2 separate regions of the Sus scrofa genome follow, and region 2 is linked to region 1. Evidence: chromatin contacts called from public HiChIP or PLAC-seq data. All regions are on one chromosome and are shown on one strand. The core of a region is the stretch at or near the end of the contact, and the rest is flanking DNA. Distances in the headings are between cores, read along the strand shown. Region 1 overlaps KIF1B (kinesin-like protein KIF1B). Region 2 overlaps PGD (6-phosphogluconate dehydrogenase, decarboxylating).

Evidence for each region. HiChIP or PLAC-seq counts read pairs in DNA pulled down with a chosen protein or histone mark.
Region 2: an H3K27ac HiChIP or PLAC-seq map of alveolar macrophages shows a contact between it and region 1. The contact joins two enhancer-like sites. A contact is called at or near these places in 1 of 47 Hi-C or Micro-C datasets (fibroblasts) and 1 of 2 datasets of contacts at active chromatin or transcription factors (alveolar macrophages).

Annotation. Positions count from the first base shown.
Region 1 is chr6:70,546,409-70,553,080 of Sscrofa11.1, forward strand. It overlaps KIF1B (kinesin-like protein KIF1B), which reads left to right. Exons shown (of 46, transcript XM_021095324.1): 7 at 1-17; 8 at 3,836-3,913; 9 at 4,900-4,965. Among named protein-coding and RNA genes, the nearest start is that of KIF1B, 55 kb to the left of the region's middle. Within about 2 kb of position 2,138, at least 4 of the 83 cell types and tissues checked have an H3K27ac peak or open chromatin away from gene starts, as enhancers often do. A contact at or near this core is called in alveolar macrophages, where this site is marked.
Region 2 is chr6:70,685,566-70,692,496 of Sscrofa11.1, forward strand. PGD (6-phosphogluconate dehydrogenase, decarboxylating) reads left to right here. Exons shown (of 14, transcript XM_003127557.4): 7 at 285-419; 8 at 1,868-2,057; 9 at 5,381-5,511; 10 at 5,691-5,799; 11 at 5,802-5,823; 12 at 6,167-6,266; 13 at 6,389-6,511; 14 at 6,601-6,931. The coding sequence ends at 6,720. Among named protein-coding and RNA genes, the nearest start is that of APITD1, 13 kb to the right of the region's middle. Within about 2 kb of position 3,711, at least 9 of the 83 cell types and tissues checked have an H3K27ac peak or open chromatin away from gene starts, as enhancers often do. A contact at or near this core is called in alveolar macrophages, where this site is marked.

The sequences.
Region 1 (6,672 bases), core at 888-3,387:
ACCTTTCCACTGAGAAGGTAGGAAAATTTCAGTGTCTGGGCTGGAGTTGTGTGGAACGAGGATCTTCAAAAGTCTCTTTTGCTACCTTTTGCATTTTGTGGAAGGGAAGAATGTTGCCCTTTTACTTTATGGAAAGTATTTTATACTTTCTGCTTGTTGTTTTTTGGGTTTTTTTGTTTGTTTGTTTTTGCTTTTTAGGGCCGAACCTGAGGCATATGGAGGCTCCCAGGATAGGGGTCTAATTGGAACTGCAGCTGCCGGCCTACACCACAGCCACAGCCACAGCCACACCAGATCCGTGCTGCACCTGCGACCTATACCACAGCTCACTGCAACGCCTGATCCTTAACCCACTGAGCAAGGCCAGGGATCGAACCCACAACTTCATGGTTCCTAGTCGGGTTGTCTCTGCTGTGCCATGATGGGAACTCCTCTGCTTGTTTTTATTCCACTCTAAACCAGTTTTGAATCTGGGTTCTTAAGTGAAATTGCAAGACAGAAAATAGGGTTAAGGAGTTCCCTGGTAGCTAGTGAGTAAAGGATCCATTGTTGTCATTGCTGTGGCTCTGGTTCTAGCTATAGCATGAGTTCCATCCCTGGCCCCAAAAGTTCCACATGCCATGGGCGAACCTAAAAAGAAGAAAAGAAAGTAGGGTTAAGAAAAAGCAATACAAGACTTTTTTGAGTCTCAAATACTCTGTGCAAGAGAGTTAAGCACAGAGAAAATCCTTTTCTTCTTGACTGGAACCTCTTAATTATTTCATTAACTTCTCTGCTATGTATGTTTTACTTTTTTGAGCTCTGATAATGTTAATGTGGAATTAAACTGAGCAAGCAAGTGGACAAGATGTTTTATTCTTGGGGGAAAAAAACTGCACAGCATTTCTGATGTTCTTCAAATACCTGGGTTTGTTAATTTTTCCTTTTCTACAGTGGTTGGCTAAATATATTAGACTTTGGAGTTCCCCTTGTGGTGCAGTGGGAACGAATCCAACTAGGAATCATGAGGTTGAGGGTTCAGTCCCTGGCCTCGCTCAGTGGGTTGAGGATCCGGCGTTGCCATGAGCTGTGGTATAGGTCACAGACGAGGCTCAGATCCTGTGTTGCTGTGGCTGTGGCATAGGCCAACAGCTGTAGCTCCAATTAGATCCCTAGCCTGGGAACCTCCATATGCCTTGAGTGCAGTCCTAAAAACCAAAAAAAAAAAAAAAAAGTGTGTGTGTGTGTGTGTAGTAGACTTTGAAATTGAACCGCTTGCCTTAGATCTTGGCTCTGCCATTTTTCAACTAATATTGGGCAAGTTACTTAAACTTGTGTGCCTCAGTTTCTCTAACCTCATATAACTGGTAAAGAGGAACAAGTATTAATATAAGTTAAGTAGATATATTAGTGCCTGACATAGAATAAATTTATGTTACTACTATTAATAATAAGTTTATATTGATTTCTATTCTGTCTGTATTCCTGAGTAGCAGCAGCTAGATTTCTAAATCTGAAGTTAGATTTATTGTGTTGGCTATTACAAAGATCTTTAGGGCTGCACTCATGGTGTCTGGATGTTCCCAGGCTAGGTGTCAAATTGGAGCTGTAGCCCCTGGCCTACGCCACAGCCACAGCAACACAGGATCTGAGCTGCATCTGCATCCTACCCCATAGCTCACGGCAACGTCAGATCCTTAACTCACTGAGCGAGGCCAGGGATCAAACCTGCATCCTCATGGATCCTAGTCAGGTTCATTAACCACTGAGCTATGAAGGGAACTCCCGCCTTTTCCATCTTAACTAAAAATAAGCAGTTATCACGCATGGTGACCATAATTTTTGCCACCTGAAGTGCAAGAGAAAAACTAGCATGTATTTCTTCTCCCTTCACAATTTCATGAGTAGAAAATTCGTTGTTACCGTAGACATTAGCAACCTTAGAATACGATTTTTTTTCTTCCCTTAAGTCAAAAGCTTTCATCTTTTCACTTAAAGGAAATAATTTATCTAAGGTGTCTCTGGCATATCTGAATTACCAGCATTACTGTTCTAGTACTTTGGGGCCATTATTAAGTAAAATAATGTGATACCACAGCAGTTTACCTGGTAACTGAGATGGCTACCAAGTGACTAATGCATGGGATAGGCTGGACACAGGGATGATCACGTTCTGGGCATGACGGGACCGGGCGGGGTGAGATTTCATCATGCTACTAGAATGACGCACTTTAAACTTACGAATTATTTCTTGAATTTTCTCTCTATTGTTTTCTGACTGTGGTTGACCGTAGGTAGCAGAAGCTGTGGAAAGTGAAACTGTGGCTAAGGGAGGACTGCTGTGTACTTGTAAAACCAATACCACGATTCGGATAATGTGAATTTCCATTACTCCCAAAGTTGCTTTATGCCCTTTTGTACTCTCCTGTACCCTCAGGCAGTCCCCGGTTTGCTTTCTGTCACTATAGATCAGTTTAGACTTTCCAGGATTTTGTTTAAATAGAATCGTGTAGTGTATACTATTTTCTGCCTGGCTTCTTTCACTTAGCATAATGATTTTGAGATTCATCTATGTTGTGTGTATCATTAGTTCATTCATTTTTATTGCTGATTAGTATTCATTGTGTAGATATGTCACAGTTCACACATTAATTCATCTGTTGATACGCATTTAAATTGTTCCCAGTTTCTGATCGTCACAAATGAAGATGCCATGAACATTTGTGTACAGGTCTTTGTGTGGATACTTGTGTTTGGTTTTGCTGGTAAATACCTAGGAGTAGGATGGTTTAGTCTTAAAGTAGGTGTAGGTTTAGCTTCTTAAGGATTAGTAGTGTATGAGAGTTCTAGTTGCTAGAAGCTTCATTTTTTTTCTTTCTTTATAAGGCCACATCTGTGGCACATGGAAGTTCCTACACTAGGGGTCAAATCAGATCTGTAGCTGCTGGCCTGCACCACAGTCATAGCAGTGGGGATCCAAGCTGTCTGTGAACTATACCACAGCTCACTGTGACACCTGATCCTTAACCCACTAAGTGAGGCCAGGGATCAAACCTACATCCTCATGGATACTAGTTGAGTTCTTAAACCACTGAGCCACAAAAGAACTAGAAGCTTCATTTTTAACATGTCATTTAATAGGTTAATGAGTTTTATGTCTTTTTATGACATTTTAAAATATGTTTATCTTTAAATTAATTATCTATTTTATTAATTATATTTATTTTTTTTGCCACACTTGTGGCATGTGCAAGTTCTCAGGCCAGGGGTCAGACCTGTGCCAAAGCAGCAACCCAGGCTGCTGCAGTGACAATCCTAGATCCTTAACCCACTATACCACAAGGGAGCTCCTAAAATAACTTGGTTTTTTGTTTTTGGTTTTGTTTTTTTGTTTTTTTTGCCTTTTTTAGGGCCGCTCCCGAGGCATATGGAGGTTCCCAGTCAGAGAGTCTAATAGCAGCTGTAGCTGCTGGCCTACGCCAGAGCCGTAACAACGCCAGATCCGAGCCCCATCTACAACCTATACCACAGCTCATGGCATCGTTGGATCTTTAACCCACTGAGCAAGGTCAGGGATAGAACCCTCAACCTCATGGTTCTTAGTCGGATTCACTAACCACTGAGCCATGACAGGAATTCCTAAAATAACTTCTTTTAAAGCAAGATAATTGCTGTAAACTTTTTTTGCTTGCTCTTTAAATTGACTACAGTCTGTCTTCTTAAGCCACATACAAGGGGCTTAATTAATATTTTTAGTGTTCTCAATGCCTTAATCTTTGAATTTCTTGCCTCTAAGTATTTTCTACTTTTACCTTGCTTATTTGTTAATTTCCCCAATGTTACTGCTCTTTACCAGGTCAGTAAAATCAGCTTGGTGGATCTTGCTGGAAGTGAACGGGCTGATTCAACTGGCGCCAAAGGGACTCGATTAAAGGTATTTATTTTACCAAATAAATAGCCTAGTCAGTAAATGTTCTATAACACAGGTCAGCAGACTATGGCCTATTGGCCAAATCCGATCCACTGCCCATTTTTGTAAATACAACTTACTGGGACACAGCTGCCTCTGTTTGTGCATTGTCTGTGGCCATGTTCATGCTATAGTGATAGAGTTAAGAAGTTATAGCAGGGACCACATGACCCACAAAACCTTTCACCAAAAAGTTGTGCTAACTTCTGATCTGTAACTTCAATGAAAAGATATGTGATAATAGTTAAGGAGGACTTCTGCTCAAGGTGAAAATAGAATTGTATTTTGAGAAACAGTCAGAATTTGGTTAGATATAAGTTCAGGGACAGTAATGGGAAAAGGATACACAAGATCCAGATGTGGGAAAGAACTTGGACTTCTCTAGAGACATGCTTAACTGGAGGAGAAACTTCATGTCAGTGAGTTGTGGGGGAAAGGCTGCATCTGTAAGTTTTTGGAGGACAGACATCTTGATGATACTTTAGGACTGTGAGTTAGGCAGGTGGTCCTGGTATGTCAAGAAGTGGAGAGAAGGAAAGATTGAGAGTTACGGAGTTCCCATCGTGGCTCAGCGGAAATGAATCTGACTAGCATCCATGAGTACACAGGTTTGATCTGGGGCCTTGATTAGTGAGTTAAGGATCTGGCATTGCCATGAGCTGTGGTATGGGTCACAGATGCAGCTCGGATCTGATGTTGCTGTTGTGTAGGCCAGAGGCTGTAGCTCCATTTGGACCCCTAGCCTGGGAACCTCCGTATGCCATGGGTGTGGCCCTAAAAAGCAAAAAAAAGAAATACATAAATAGAATTAAAGGAGGTTTTTAGTGTTTGTGATTATAAAAAAACAAATAATGCTAGCATATGGCTAATTGTATTTTATGTAGTATATGTGATGTGATAATAGTAGAAATTCTTTGTCGTAATCCTTTTATGTTTGGTATTGATTTCAGGAAGGAGCAAATATTAATAAGTCCCTTACGACTCTGGGTAAAGTCATTTCAGCCCTGGCAGAGGTGGTAAGTATTATTCTTCAGTGTAAGGGAAAAATTTGTCAGTTCAGAAAATGTACTAGATGATATTTTATGATTGTTTAATGAAGGCTCTCCTTTTCTGGTCCTTTTATATAATCTTGCTTGTGCCCTTTTAGAGGTTTCCAGATAAGATACTAGGTATATCACACTTTGTACTGAAAGTAAAAGTGATTAAGGAAAATAAAAGTAAATGTAGGCCTGTAAAAGCTAGAATTAGAACTAGGTCTTTGCAGAAACCTGAAGTTTTGACCATTTGAGCCTTATTTTGTATCTCTCATAAAAACCAAGGATATTTATTGCATATTCTTTTTTATGTGATTTTTTTTCTACATAGGATACTGTACCTTTTAGAATATTTTGTACAGTTTGCCTTGGTGAATGCAGTTGATTTTGTGGGTCAATAATATATTTTTTAAATAGTTTTATTTTTTTTTATACCTTAGCAATGGGACACTAAAGCTGAAACCATTTTTATATAAGGGGCTTCATTACTTAGGTTAGAAGCTAAGGGACTACTGTTGTCTGTTCTAATTTAATTTATTCCTGCTTTGAATCCCTACAAAGAATTGAATGTTTTCTTGCTTGTCTCTAAGAAGTCATATTTAATTTATGACTTAAAATTTAAACAAAATATTTTCTATTTGGAGGCTTATCCTGTGTTTTCATTCTCTTAAATGCTTTCACATCTGTAGGATAACTGCACCAGCAAGGTATGGTGAAGTTTGGCAGAAATGAAGTAGCTATAGAATCAATTGTAATGATTTTAAATCCTCAGCTGGATGTATGGAGGCATAAGTAGGAATGGAACCTTCCAAAAACTTCCTGCTATTTGTTTTCTAGCTCTGGAATTTAGAATTGCTTTTTAGGGTGACCTATGAATCGTGAGACTGCACACCAGAGTGATTTAAGGAACATGGTGTGTGCTTTGGAGAATGAATAAGGGAGCAAGAAACAAACTTGAGGAAGCTTGCACATTGTGTTATCATATGCTGCTTCTCCTAGTGATCTGTAGGATTGCTGCTTGAAGAAGTCTCCTGTGAACCTCTTGAAGAGCAGTAAAAGATACTTCTTTTCTTTTTTTTTTTTTTCAGGGCTACACCCACAGCATTTGGAGGTTCCCAGGCTAGGGGTTAAATTGGGGCTACAGCTGCCCACCCACACTACAGCCACAGCAGTTATCAGATCCAAGCCATGTCTGTGACCTACACCACAGCTCACGGCAACACTGGATCCTTAACCCACTGAGTGAGGCCAGGGATTGAACCCACAAGCTCATGGTTCATAGTCGGATTCGTTTTTGCTGCGCCATGACTGGAATTCCTAAAAGATATTTCTTAAGGGTACCATTCTAAAACATAGCTGGTTTCTTCAAATTATTGGTATATTTTTCTTAAACCTCTTGTATTATCTTGTTTCCCCCCATGAAAAGTCATGGATTATTTAAATCATCGAAAATTTTTTTCTACTCTTTGGTTATACATAAAGTACAGGCTCTGAAATTAAGTTAAGCTGCATCTAGAAAACATTATTTGCTTCCTTATTAATCCAGAGACAATAGATTTTTCTTTTATACTTCTAAAGAGAGATTCCAGAATGTATGGTGTTCCCATTGTGCATAGGAGGTTAAGAACCTGACTGATATCCATGACGATGTGGGTTCGATCCCTGGCCTTGCTCATTGGGTTAAGGATC
Region 2 (6,931 bases), core at 2,461-4,960, 140 kb after region 1:
GAAAGATGGGAAATGTAGGGTAAAGAGTGAAGGGTACCTGCAGTGAATTTGGGGCTTTTGGAAAATCATTAGAGAAATGCACCTGGAGTCAGTGTGAAACAGCGTGGACTGAACTGAAGCTTATGTTGAGTTGTTATATGGTGATGCTTCTTTTGAAAATACCATAAGTATTTCTCTGTATGTGTTACGTTTTGTGTGGGGAGAGAGCCTGGCCAGAGAATTGGATGTGGGCTGGGGTGTTTCCGGGCTCTCTGATGACCTCGCGGCGCCTGTGGCTCTAACAGGTGGGAGACGAGGGCGCAGGACACTTTGTGAAGATGGTGCACAATGGGATAGAGTACGGGGACATGCAGCTCATCTGCGAGGCCTACCACCTGATGAAGGACGTCCTGGGCATGGAGCAGCACGAGATGGCCAAGGTGAGTCCCGGGCCCGGGCCGCCACGCTGCTCAGGTGAGAAGGTGGCAGTCCACCCTTTCTCATGCTTTCTCCCTTGGTCCTTCTGGTGGCCTGGACGGACTCAGCCTCACTGGAGGGAGGCTCTCAGTTATAGGACAGTAAAATCTGATGGCCAGTCCCTGAGCCAGAATTCCCAGACTCCTGCTGGGCCTCATCACTGCCACCCTGGGACCCTGACGGTGTCAGGCCTGTGTCGCTTAACTACACCATTTCTGTTGACCTCCTGCTGTCTCTGTGGGCGGTGGTGCAGCAGAAGCTTGCTTTTCTGAGCGGGGCGGGCAGGCCGTGTGACAGCAAGTCAGAAAGGTCAGGCCAGGCTGGGAAACGAGCCTTTCCCCCAATGTTTTATCACGAAAATGTTCAAACATACAACCGAGTGGAAAGAATTTGACAGTGAACACTTGCATGCCTACGACCTAGATCCTGCCATTAACACTTCTCCAGACTTGCTTTATCAAGTATCTGTCCACCCTTCTATCAGTTTTATCTTTTTGAAAAATACATTGTGGAGTTCCCACTCACTTATGTTGGGGATGGAATCATGGGAAAAACAAGCCCTGCCTTCGTGGGAAGACAGACCATGATAAATACATAAAACTAGTTTGTGATTACTGTGTTATTTTTTTAGGGGCGACACCCATGACACAGGGAGGTTCCCAGGCTAGGGGTTTAACGGGAGCTGCAGCTGCCCTCCTACAGCACAGCCACAGCAACGCGGGATCTGAGCCACATCTGTGACTTACACCACAGCTCATGGCGGTGCCGGATGCTTTAACCCCCTGAATGAAGCCAGGCATCCTCATGGATACTAGTTGGGTACTTAACCTACTGAGCCACAATGGAAACTCCCGTGATTACTATTTTTGTCTTTTTAGGGCTGCACCCGCAGCATATGGAGGTTCCCAGGCTAGGAGTCAAATCAGAGCTGCAGCTGCCAGCCCACACCACAGCCACAGCAATGCCAGATCTGAGCCGTGTCTGCAACCTACACCACAGCTTACGGCAATGCTGGATCCTTAACCCACTGAGGGAGGCCAGGGATCGAACCTGCGTCCTCCTGGATGCTAGTCAGATTCATTTCCGCTGAGCCAGGATGGGAACTCCATGGTTACTACATACAGTAAGGTACACGGGTGTGAGAGGCAGATCTAGTCTGGGTGATGGAGGAAGGTGACCCAGGTGAGGGGTGGACGCATCTGGCTCTGAGACAGCCCAGGGCTGCTCATCAGAAAATCAGCATGAATGGGCTGAAAGCAGACACTGCTGAGGGGAGAGTGTTCGCGCTGGGGAGATGCGTGTCAGCCCGCTGTGAGCCCGGGTCCTCATTCCCACAGGAGGGAGGCATCGGCCACGGAGGCCTCGGCAGAGCCTCACCTCTCATGCTGTTTGGCCCCCGTCCTGCACACAGGCCTTTGAGGAGTGGAACAAGACCGAGCTGGACTCCTTCCTGATTGAGATCACGGCCAACATCCTCAAGTTCCAGGATGCCGACGGCAAGCACCTGCTGCCCAAGATCAGGGACAGCGCGGGACAGAAGGGCACCGGGAAGTGGACGGCCATCTCGGCCCTGGAGTACGGCGTCCCCGTCACCCTCATTGGTAACACGCTGCTTCACTCTGAACCCTTTCGTCTCCCTGTTTTGACCCTGACGTCCTTCTGGAATATCGCCGTAGACTGGCAGCCAAGTCACGGTTGTCCAGAGAATCTGTTCAGCCCTAGTCGGCTTTCTGAGCCCCTTCTGCTCTTGCAGCTGAATGAACTAGCGTGAGAGGCTGAAGCTGCTTTTGAAGCCCTTCTTGGAAGTCCTCCTGTCGTATGAGCTCTGAGATAAATCCAAAAGTTACTGTCTTAACCAGTTTGACTTTTGGATAGGGTTTTTTGGGGGGGAAGCCACGCCCACGGTACATGGAAGTTCACAGGCCATGGGTTGAACCCGCACCACAGCAGTGACTAGAGCTGCTGCAATAACAATGCCAGTCCTTAACCCATTGCCACAGGGGAACTCTGTGGGATAGGTTTTTGTTTCTTGTCTTTTTATGGCCGCACCTGTGGCATATGGAGGTTCCCAGGCTAGGGGTCGAATTGGAGCTGTAGCCAACTGGCCTCCACCACAGCCACAGCAATGCCAGATCCGAGCACAATCTGCAACCTACACCACAGCTCAAGGCAACACCAGATCCTTAACCCACTGATCAAGGCCAGGGATGGAACCTGCATCCTCATGGATGCTAGTCAGATTCATTTCTGCTGAACCACGACAGGAACTCCATGTGTGGGATAGTTTTAACATTAGTGATTTAATTAAGTCAGTGACGTAAAATAGAATTTAATAGGGAAGGTAACTGTAATGGGCTTTTTCATATGAAAGTTCACAGAATTTTTAAAGCTTTGGTACTCAACATTTATTTTGCAGTATTTTTTCTCAGGTATTTGGGAAGTAAAATATTACCTGTGCATTGCAAGTCCTTTAATATTCTCTTCCTAAGCTCCTTCCCCTTCTTTAGAAGAAAAGTACCCTGAAGTTGCTGTATATCTTTCCATCCATGTTTTTCATCCTGTCTTAATGAGCTAAGCACCAAACTCAAAGAAATGTAGAGATAAGGAAATAATACAAAGCTGAAATAAACAAAGGCCATAAAGGCATTAACAAAACTACACATTGGTTCTTCAAGAATAAAACAGAAGTTCCTATTGTATCTCAGAGGGTTAAGAACCTGACTAGTATCCATGAGGACGTGGGTTCGATCCCTGGCCTTGCTCAGTGAGTCAAGGATCCAGTGTTGCCATGAGTTGTGGTGTAGGTTGCAGACGTGGCTCAGATCTGGCATTGCTGTGGTGCAGGCCATTAGCTACAGCTCTGATTCAACCCCTAGCCTGGGAACCTCCATATGCTGCATGTGTGGCCCAAAAAAAGAAAAAAGAAAAAATAGAGGAGTTCCCTTGTGGGTTAAGGATCTGGCGTTGTGACTGCAGTGACGGGTCACTGCTGTGGTGTGGGTATGGTCCTTGGCCTGGGAACTTCCATATGCTGTGGGCATAGCCAAAACGCAAAACCAGAACCCTTCAATTCTGGCAAGATTGAAAAAGAAGGCAGGCTCATCTTGGTCCCGGCGGAAGTGTCCCCCCGCAGTCTCATGACAAGCTCTCCTGCTGCTCCCTGTCCCTCCCTAGCGGGCTCCTTCCTTGGGTTTCTGCACTGATGAAGCCTCACTGTCTGCAGCGAGCTGCAGGGCTGAGGGCACAGCGAGGAGGGAAGTAGTTGCTTCGTCCAGCTCTGCCGAGAAGGAAGTTGGTGCTTTTTAGCTGCTCCAAGTACTGCCTTGGGTGGAGGGGACAGTAACTCGAGCAGCTTATTCATGACTGACTCAAACGTAAGAGCATCACACCCTCAAAAAGATTCCTGCTCTCTTGATTTAGAGACTTTGTACCCTCCCTCCCAGCTGATGGCAGGCGGCTGCCTCCCTGGCCGGGCGCCTTCCTGTTTGCCAAGCTGATGGGGAAGTAAGTCTCCAGCTAATCTTAGGTAACACTGAGGTTTCGCCACCCTTGCCTCCTGTGCCTTTTGTCCTGGTGAGCTTCCGCCCAAGAGTGCCAAGTCATCGTGTGTGTGCAGCACAGGAGCCCCAGAGCGCGGGACGAGGACAGCAGGATGCCCCTTTGCAAGCCGAGGCCAGAATCCGTTCCTCAAAATAAAGGCCTCCATTACGTCCCAGAGATCTCACCTCATTGGGGGGAAAAGTGGTTATTCTAATTATATAAGTTGTCAATTAGGCAAGTTCTTAGAAGTGATCACTTTTAAGATTCTAAATTTCTTAATAGTAAAATACTGTGTTGAAATGTTTTCTGTTCAAATGAAGTAAAACTGGAACTGTAGTGGTCATCATGGACACACCGAAGCTGTAAACGGTAATAATTAGAAAGTGGGGTTCTTTGAAGGGTGACGTCTGTGTTACTTGTCCGTGTACTAGTTGTTTCAAAGTGATGGCTGTTCGTGTGTCAAAAGAAAATAGTGTTTGGTGAGCATCTAAAATTTTAAGTCTTCCCAGTTGAATTTTTTACTGGTAGACCAACACTAATACTATATATAATTTAAAAAAATTTTTTATGGCTTTTTTAGGGCCACACCCGAGGCATATGGAGGTTCCCAGGCTAGGAGTTGAATCAGAGCTATAGCTGCCACCTTACACCATAGCCACACAGGATCCAAACCTCGTCTGTGACCTACACCACAGCTCACAGCAATGCTGGATCCTTAACCAAGCAGGGCTCTGACCTGCATCTTCACGGATCCTAGTTGGGGTCGTTCACTGCTGAGCCACGATGGGGACTCCAAGTAATTCTAAATAACAGTGGTTTTCCCATTTCCTTTTTTCCCCTTAAAACTGTCCTCTGAATTTCATGGTGATCTTGGTGATTAAATACCTGTGTTCTTGGAGTTCCTGTCGTGGTGCAGTTGGTTAACGAATCCACTAGGAACCATGAGGTTGCGGGTTCGGTCCCTGCCCTTGCTCAGTGGGTTAACAATCAGTGTTGCCGTGAGCTGTGGTGTAGGTTGCAGATGCGGCTCGGATCCCGCGTTGCTGTGGCTCTGGCGCAGGCCGGCGGCTACAGCTCCGATTCGACCCCTAGCCTGGGAGCCTCCATGTGCTGCAGGAGCAGCCCAAGAAATGGCAAAAAGACAAAAAAAAAAAAACCTGTGTTCACATTGGAAGACTGACTTGAGTTTCAGTTTTCAAATTAACTGTTTGGAGCTTTTTATAAAAGCTCTTTCTGATCCAGGTTAACTTCTGTGGCCTAAGGTTGAGACGTGGGCTCTTTGTAAACTGGGAATCTTGCTCTGTTCCTGTTTTCCCTCGTGCCCTGGCTCGTGTGTGCTGCCCCTCGGGTCCCGTGGACTTTGGTGACACATCTCCCCCCACAGGAGAAGCAGTCTTTGCTCGATGCTTATCATCCCTGAAGGACGAGAGGGTTCAAGCGAGCAAAAAGCTCAAAGGGCCTCAAAAGATCCAGTTTTCAGGAGACAAGAAATCCTTCCTGGAGGACATTCGAAAGGTGGGCTCAGTCCCGCAGTGGCAGTGGGGCTGGGGCTGCTGTGGGGAGCGGCCTGGGGCTGGAGGGGGCGGTGGTCTGGCCTCGGCCTTGCATCCAGCGTGCGGCCTCTTCTGCGGTGTGGTCCTGGATGCGCACTGCAGGGGTTACCGCGCGCGCTGCAGCCTGTGTGTCCTCCCCAGGCCCTCTACGCCTCCAAGATCATCTCCTACACTCAGGGCTTCATGCTGCTGAGACAGGCAGCCGCGGAATTTGGCTGGAGCCTCAACTACGGAGGCATCGCCCTGATGTGGCGGGGGGCTGCATCATCAGGAGGTGAGGGGGTCCTCGGGAGCGGTTTCCCTGGACCTGGCACAGGGCGTCCTCTCGCGGGCTCCCTGGTGACCAGGCTGCTGTTTCCCTTTCTTCCTGGACGGCAGCTATTCTAACCCGTGTGTGCACACCACCCCTTTTAAAGTAGCTGTGAGCACTGTCAGGCGCTGCCCTCACCCCTGGGGACCATGGCTTGCGTGTGTGTGTGGCACGTGCAGTGAGCTTCGGGGGTGGGATGGGGACTTCGGACGGCGCCAGGGTAGCTGCCGGCCTCCAGCTCGCCCCCCTGCTTCCCGCCAGGCGTGAGGCCAGTGAGGATTGATTTCCTCCCTCTCGATTCTTTCAGTGTGTTCCTGGGCAAGATAAAAGACGCGTTTGACCGCAACCCCGGGCTGCAGAACCTGCTCCTGGATGACTTCTTTAAGTCGGCAGTGGAGGACTGCCAGGTGCGTGCTGCGCGCTCGCTGGCCTTTGCCGTGGGGGCACCTGCTTTTTCACTTACGTGTGAAAACCTGTCCCCTTTCCCGAGTGCTAAGCACTAGCCTGCGGCTTTGCCTCCCTTGCTCAGGACTCCTGGCGGCGGGCAGTCAGCACCGGCGTCCAGACAGGCATCCCCATGCCCTGCTTCACCACTGCCCTCTCCTTCTACGACGGGTACAGACACGAGATGCTGCCGGCCAACCTGATCCAGGTGAGCTCTGGCTGCGGGTGGTGACCATGAACAGGGGTGGCCCAGGCTCGGGGCCGCATGTCCCCTAACCTACCTCGTGGGTTTTCTAGGCGCAGCGGGATTACTTCGGGGCTCACACCTATGAACTCTTGGCCAAGCCTGGACACTTCGTCCACACTAACTGGACAGGCCACGGTGGCAGCGTGTCCTCCTCTTCGTACAACGCCTAACCGGAGTCCATCGCCCCCGCCCCGCCACAGCCCAGGACATTCCATCTTCACCGCACTGTCCACACGGCCCCTGCCCTGCCTTCTGCGCACATCTTTTAAAACAGTGTCAGAAGAGACTCCTCTGCAACATCAACCCAAGTTTACTTGCAAAGCAGTTCCAGGAGAACCAGCACGCCTCTGCGGGCCGAGCAGGATCCCAGTGTGTGTGGGA